Linked DNA regions of Sus scrofa: region 2 is linked to region 1. A link is a contact called in public HiChIP or PLAC-seq data. All regions are on one chromosome and are shown on one strand. The core of a region is the stretch at or near the end of the contact, and the rest is flanking DNA. Distances in the headings are between cores, read along the strand shown. Region 1 has its middle 1.1 Mb from the start of ADGRL2. Region 2 has its middle 720 kb from the start of ADGRL2.

The links. HiChIP or PLAC-seq counts read pairs in DNA pulled down with a chosen protein or histone mark.
Region 2: a contact with region 1 is called in an H3K27ac HiChIP or PLAC-seq map of alveolar macrophages. The contact joins two enhancer-like sites. A contact is called at or near these places in 1 of 47 Hi-C or Micro-C datasets (embryonic fibroblasts) and 1 of 2 datasets of contacts at active chromatin or transcription factors (alveolar macrophages).

What each region holds. Positions count from the first base shown.
Region 1 is chr6:131,293,268-131,296,925 of Sscrofa11.1, forward strand. No RefSeq gene overlaps it. Among named protein-coding and RNA genes, the nearest start is that of ADGRL2, 1.1 Mb to the right of the region's middle. Within about 2 kb of position 1,429, at least 1 of the 83 cell types and tissues checked has an H3K27ac peak or open chromatin away from gene starts, as enhancers often do. A contact at or near this core is called in alveolar macrophages, where this site is marked.
Region 2 is chr6:131,641,825-131,645,546 of Sscrofa11.1, forward strand. No RefSeq gene overlaps it. Among named protein-coding and RNA genes, the nearest start is that of ADGRL2, 720 kb to the right of the region's middle. Within about 2 kb of position 1,772, at least 7 of the 83 cell types and tissues checked have an H3K27ac peak or open chromatin away from gene starts, as enhancers often do. A contact at or near this core is called in alveolar macrophages, where this site is marked.

The sequences.
Region 1 (3,658 bases), core at 179-2,678:
CACTGGCCTTGTCTCATTTGCTTGAATGCCTCATATGTTTTTCACATGACATGGCCTTGTGGAAAATCTCCATCCCAATATGCCCAGGCATATTTTATGTTAGTTAACAGATTAGCACAAGCCTCAGGAAGGCTTTTTCTCACACCCTGACACTATATTCTCTTAAAGCTTCATGTACATCACATTTGTACTGTGTAATTTTACTTATTTTTGTTACACATCCATTTTCCTCAGTAGATTGTAATTCCCATTAGCATAATGATGATGTCTCTTTTATTCACAGCTATGTCCCCAGATGGTGTCTGGCAAATTTACTAATAAATGATGAAGATAAATAAAAATTTATTTAATGTTGACTGTTTGCAAGCACCATGGAGTCATATAAAAATATGCTGGAGATAGCCCCTACCCTCAAAGAGCTTATTTTTTGTGTTTTAGAAGATAAAAATAATAGAAAACTATTATCTTAAGAAATTAATATCTAATGGTATGACATGAGAAGTCTCAAAACAACTTTAAAATAATGTATGAAGTAATACAAGAAATAAGATATTTATAGCTGAAATAGTAAATGGTCATCTATGAATGAAAGATTATTAAGCTGGACCTTTTAAAATAGGAAAAAGTTGAAGAGTCAAATGGAAAAGGTAGATTTTGGGGGGAAGAATATGAGATGAACAACACTTCAGAGACAGGCAATCACTGGAAATCAAAATCAGGATGGTACTTTCCTAGTTGCCTTTAAAGGGCTACAATATTCTGTGGAAGAGAAGAAAGACTGTAGTCCTGGAGTGTGATAAAATCAGACTGAGGTATGATAAGAATTTTCATAGCAGGAAATCCTGAAACAAAGCTTCAGTATTATATTTCTACAAGGTACAAGAAGTACCATTGCTGCATAACTGGAATGTGGAAAGAAAAGTTGTGAAAATCCAATGAGCTGGTTAAAAAAATTTTAAACTTCTTACAAAGTTGTAGTCTTACTGGACAATTTCCTGAGTTTCAATGAGATCTTTAGAACTGTCAGCACATAAAACAGGGTATTTGTTTTTTCCCGTACTAATAAGAGTTATTCTGTTTTCAACACCTTATTTTTCATGTTTAGATGCACCCAAAGAATCTTCTTTTAAAGAAAACTGACCAAAAGATGCTTTGCCAACTATCCTTGCAATTTGAGCCCTCATTTTGAAAGCTATGTTTTTCTTGAAACGCTTCCTCTAAAAGAACAGAGTTGCATATTTGGCAATACTAAGCATAAACATATTGTTTTATCTGTGAAATCATCATTTTGCAATAGAAGAATTAAGAAATTCACAGCCTCTTTCATGGAATTTCCTACATAGAAATGCTAATGTAAACATTAGTGCTATATTGATGTATGGCATTTCTGTGGATGTGTGTCAATAACGAATACCAAAGTGTGTCACCAGATCTCCAAATCACAATGGCATCACGCTGGAAACGATTCAACATTCAAAAATAGAATTCTATGTAATATGACTTCTTATCAAACTAACACATCACATAGTTTTGAGTCAGATGTTTCCACAAGGCTTGTTTTGAAAAAGATCCATTTCCCCTCCTTCCTCACCACCATCCTTGCTTCTTGCTCCCAGAGATATCCACTTTATTGCTGAATTTCAGACTTTGGCATTAGATATTGCCTTGCAGCAATGACAGATGAGAATCTCACTCTATCAATCTCCTCCCTCTCCCTGGGTCCCACCATATTCACAGTCTCAATCCTTCATTCTCTTAATGTAGACATCTAATTTGTATAGATTCACATTCAGCATTTATTTTAACCATGCAAAGCAATTTATCCCTAAATCATATGATACATGATATCATCTACTTTCCTGCATAACCTACTATTTTTCCTAGAGTTAATGATTTTCTTGTTTATAGCTAGCTTATTTTTTTTTAAATTATCACAGATCTAAATCAAACTCTCTGCCAATCATCTAATCTCTTTCTATGAATAAAACACATTGCGTATCCTATCTATTTCATCTTTTTGCAGTAACCATTCATGTAGCCGTCTGACTCACTTTAACCTAAATGTGCAGAACAGCTTTTACTGTAGGGTCTCTCTTCTTGGGAGATTCACTTTACGTATCACTTTAGTTGAATCCAATGTTCATTGGATCCCTTGTTTTCCTATTTCTTCTTTATCTTTGTGTCAGAATGTATCACTGCTGATTTATGATGCAACTTCCTGGACTCTGCCATGTCGGTTACCACTTATTCATTTCTTTTCCAATTTTCAAACTTAAGAGTTGTCTATTTTTGTGCCTCTTATGTCTTTGAGATCCTGCTGTATGGCACAGGGAACTATATCTAATCACTTGGGAGGGAACATGGAGGATAAATGTGAAAAAAACAAGGTATATAAATGTATAACTGGGTCACTTTGCTGTACAGTAGAAATTGATGGAACATTGTAAATCAACTATAATAAAAATTAAAAATATATAAAATAAAATAAAAATTCCCTTTAATATCATATTAGTAGGGTTTCATGGGAGTCAATGTAAATATTTATGTCCAATCTGCCATCTCCAGACTTCTTCATTAGCTCACTACTCATCTGTATTAATGAACATTTATCAGTGCTCTTGTGAGGATTATCAGATGCTCTGTGTAAAAGTGCCAAGAAATGGGTCTGGTCTATTATAATAGGTGCTCAATAAATATTTACTGTCCCTTCTTTAAGAAGCAGTAGCTGCAATCATCTCCTGCTTCTTACTTTTCCCTCCTGGTTGCCCCACCCATTCTCACTCTACTAACAAAAACACTGAGTATTAGAAGGATTATACGAGTTATCCAAGGACACACAAACTAACAATGTCTGAGAGACTTAAATGTTTTCCTTTCTTGTCTTTTTGTATGTATATATCATTCTCTCTCAGTTTGAATTCTCATAAATAAAGATGTTAGTATTTCTTTTGAAAAATTGGGCTTGCCATTATTTTTCTAACAGGTAGTATGATATATAGCACAGAAGACGGATATACAAAAGTTGAAAAGGAACCATGAATGCTTAATTCAAATGGAACTACAGGGAGTTCCCATTCATGGCTCAGTGGTTAGCGAATCTGACTAGGAACCATGAGGTTGCAGGTTCCATCCCTGGACTCACTCAGTGGGTTAAGGATCCGGTGTTGCCCTGAGCTTTTGGTTTAGGTCGCAGACGCGGCTCGGATCCCGTGTTGCTGTGGTCCTGGCGTAGGCCGGCAGCTACAGCTCCGATTGGACCCCTAGCCTGGAAACTTCCATATGCTGCAGGTGTGGCCCTAGAAAAGACACACACACAAAAAAAATAGAACTGCAAGTGATCAGCCATGGCAATCAGTTAGCTGGCCATGGATTGAAGACAGTTGCCCAAGACATCTCTCAGAATGTGCACACTTCTCCAGAAACCAAGTAAAAATATAAGTATTTCTAATGAGAGCACAGTCTGCAAAGCAAGGTGCTCATTCTTGTCCCCATACTACCATTCTCTACACTAGTCCCAGGCAGATTAGGTAAGCCTATCTGAGCAACTTTACAAAACAGATCCTCAAGCATCACCTTTTAGAGATTCTGCTTCTATAGATTCTGCTGGAACCTAGATTTTCATTTTAAGAGTTTTCAGTTAATATGATGCACACTCACA
Region 2 (3,722 bases), core at 522-3,021, 350 kb after region 1:
TCTGTCTAAACCATGGATTCTTTAACAGGATTCAGGAGTTCAGGGATAACTTCAGGAAGACTGTAAACCTAAGGTGGTATGTTTTAAAAATGGGGTAGGGACATACGTTCATTTTCATTGGGAAAAAAAAATCCCATTCTCTTATCCAAATTTCAAAAGGGAGTTCAGTCGATGAATTAATAGCTAAGAACCACTCATACTCTAAATAATTCCCATCTGCCATCTCTTTTATAGCCATTCCTAGCAACTTTTGAGAGGCCAAAAAATCATCCTAGTCCATTTGGGAATGGGTTTTATGAGCCCACCAATACCCCCATGCCATTTTTATGCTGTCATATACCTTCTCTCAGAAAAGACAAAAACCAAAAAACATGTAGAGACAGGAAAAGTTCCTCAATTGAATATAAGAGGACTTGGCTTAACTAATCGTGGCGGCATCCCTTCCCATCTTGCCATCCTCCTCTCCTTAATTCTTTACATTTGTCCTCTTTCATTCTTCAAGGATCATTGTTGCTATTCCTCCCTCAGGGTCAGCTCCCCTGTGATCCTCCTGAAGTGTGTCATAGATGTGAAAAGCTATTTGTCTCTATCTACTTGAAAATCTCATTCAAGAAACAGCAAAGAAAGGTCAGGACTGGCCTTCGCCAGCTATCAGAATGTGCACCATTCCATCACCCTTAGCCCAGGGCCCCACAAAGGGGGTGATAGCCTTTAATGCTTTTGAAATCATCAAGAGATATCAAAGAATCCACTTCCAATCCTGTCTTTATAACCAGAAGCCCATTGATCAGTGTAGGTAAAGGGATAGCACATCAAGGGGGAATGGCGTTTAGAAAGTATGATTTGATCCATGTGGCCGAGTGATCACGGCAAGCTCGCATCCCACCTGAGCTGGAGAATAAATCTATAGTGCTGTTAGCTCTGAAATATCTCATTCATCAAGTGCAGGTAAGAAATCATCTCTAGTTGCCATTAATTATCAAATCCGTTGAATTAAGTAACTACTTCAGCTGTGCAGCGAACCATGTATAGAGTCGTACAAGTGAGAGAGCAATGTAGCCACAGGAATCCAGCAGCATCAGCTATCTAACATCAAGCCCCATGGTCCCAAACATTTTGCCCCTCTGGGATTCAGTTCATCTTTAAAAAAACGACAGAGTTATATACACATTAGAATGGAGAAAATCCAGAACATTGACCACACCAAATAGTGATGAGGATGTGAAACTCATATGTTGCTGGTGAGATTGCAAAATGCTACAGCCATCTCAGAAGACAGTTTGGCAGTTTCTTACAGAACTGAACATATTCTTGGCATCCAGCAGTCATGCTCCTTGGCTTTTGTCCAAAGGAGCTCAATGCTTATGTCCACACACACACACACACACAAAGCACTTGTATATTTATAGCAGCTTTGTTTATAATTGCCAAAACTTGGAAGCAACCAAAATGTCCTTCAGTAGATGAATGGATAAATAAACTGTGCTCTAACCAGACAATGGAATATTATTTAGTGCTTAAAAAAAAATGAGCTCTCAAACCATGAAAAGACATAGAGGAAACAAATGCATATCACTAAGAGAAAGAAAGCAATCTGAGAAGGAAAACTACCATACAATTCCAGCTATATGACCTTCTGGAAAAGGCAAAACTATGAAGATAATAGAAAGCTCATTGGTTTCCAGAGGTAAGGGGTAAAGGGTAAGAGGTAAAGGGGTAGGAGGGATGAACAGGCAGAGTACAGACAATTTTTAGGGAAGTGAAAATACTCTGTATGACGTTAAAATGATGAATATGTGTCATTATGCATTGGCCCAAACTCATAGAATGTACAAAACCAAGAGTAAGCCCTAGGGTAAATTGCGGACTTTGGGTGATTATGATGTATTAGTGTGGGTTCATTCTTGGTTAAAAAAAAAAAAAAATTCTAGGAGTTCCTGTCTTGGCGCAGTGGAAACGAATCTGACTAGGAACCATGAGACTGCGGGTCCCATTCCTGGCCTTGCTCAGTGGGTTAAGCATCCAGTGTTGCCGTGAGCTGTGGCATAGGCTGGCAGCTGTAGCTCTGATTCGACCCCTAGCCTGGGAACCTCCACATGCCATGGATGCAGCTCTAAATAGGAAAAAAAAAAAAAATTCCAGCAAGTGATGTTGACAATGAGGGGGGCTATCTATGCATATGTGGAGGCAAGGAGTATATAGGAAATCACTGTATTTTTTCTTTCATGTTTATTGCAAACCTAAAACTGCTTTTAAAAAATAAAGGCTTTTTAAAAAATAAAGTTGGGTGAACTGATCTCAAAAAAGACAGCTTGAGGTAAAGTTTGAAATCTTAAACTCCGGAATCAGGGGGACTTGGGTTCAAATTCAAACTCTGACACTCACTGCCTCCTGACCTTGATTAAATTACCCAATTCCTCCAAGCTTCTGTTTCTTCATCTATAAAATGGGGACAATAATTGTTTCAACCTTAAGAGGTATATAATTTAATAATGTGGTCAGAACTCCAAGGGTATTTTTCAGTTTCTAATTACTGAAAAATACTTTCGCTTACTTGAAACTATTATCCCTACTTGTGTTATTGTAAATATTAATTGAGATAACCGGTTAAAGTACTTCAAAAACTATACATTATTGTATTGGTGTGAGGAATACTATTCATGTTATTTTACCCTTCTCACTTTTAGAGGAACTAAATAAAAACAATCCCTGTGATAATGTTTCATTCTAAATATCATATTGAGTGGCAAATTTAAAACTAAGAAAAAATAACCTTAGTTCTGGTAAAATTTGATTATATAGAGGAGATTTAAGAGACTATGTCTCTAAAAACCAATTTCTAAAAATAAGTACAAATCTCAGAAACAACCATTATAAAAATCAGAATGACTAGTGCAATTAAATTATGTTAACCCAAAACACTATTAGCTGAGATGGAGCTTGTTTTCTATTTTCAATAGTATTAAAATGAATCATCGAAGGTTATTTTTATTAGGCATAAATGAAGATGAAGATTATTTTTATTAGGCATAAATATTCATCAGACTGCAAAATTACAGGTAAAACAGTACCAAACCAAATGGACCAAATCAATTCTAGAAGATCTGAAATGATTAACAATGACACAAAATAGAGCTAAAGAAATTTCATATCTCATCATTTTTATCCCTTTTTTCCTAATAATTGAGTTTTTTTCCTTTCATTCTTCTTTTCCTTATCATTCATTTTTTTCCCTCTTCAAGCATTTTAGGCAATACACACATTCAGAAAAATGGTCTGACTGTTTAGAAACCAAACACTTGTATGAAGTTGCCAATTTCAATAAATGTCCGTGTTGTTTGATTTGGAAGTGTTTTCTATCCACTTAAATGACCTCTTCCGTGATTAAAGTTTTTGAAAGTAATTCATTAATAATAGAAATTTTTCAAGACAGTTAAAAATAACTTCTTTGTTTCATGCAATTTCATATTCTTGAGAGTCCTGCTGATAAAGCGTGAGAAAAGGAGACTTGGTAAAAGGAGCTCATACCTACATATTTTTTTAAACCACTAAGGTACCACTTCACAAAAATGATGTTGACCTGTCAGTTATACCTTCTTTTCTCTGTGGGTATGACTCCATTTTGCAGGGGAGATATACATATTGGCATGTATTGAAATAGTCTGAATCAAATTATCATCTAGTTGAGATGGGGATGTAGCAAGGGGATGTCTCCATGACTC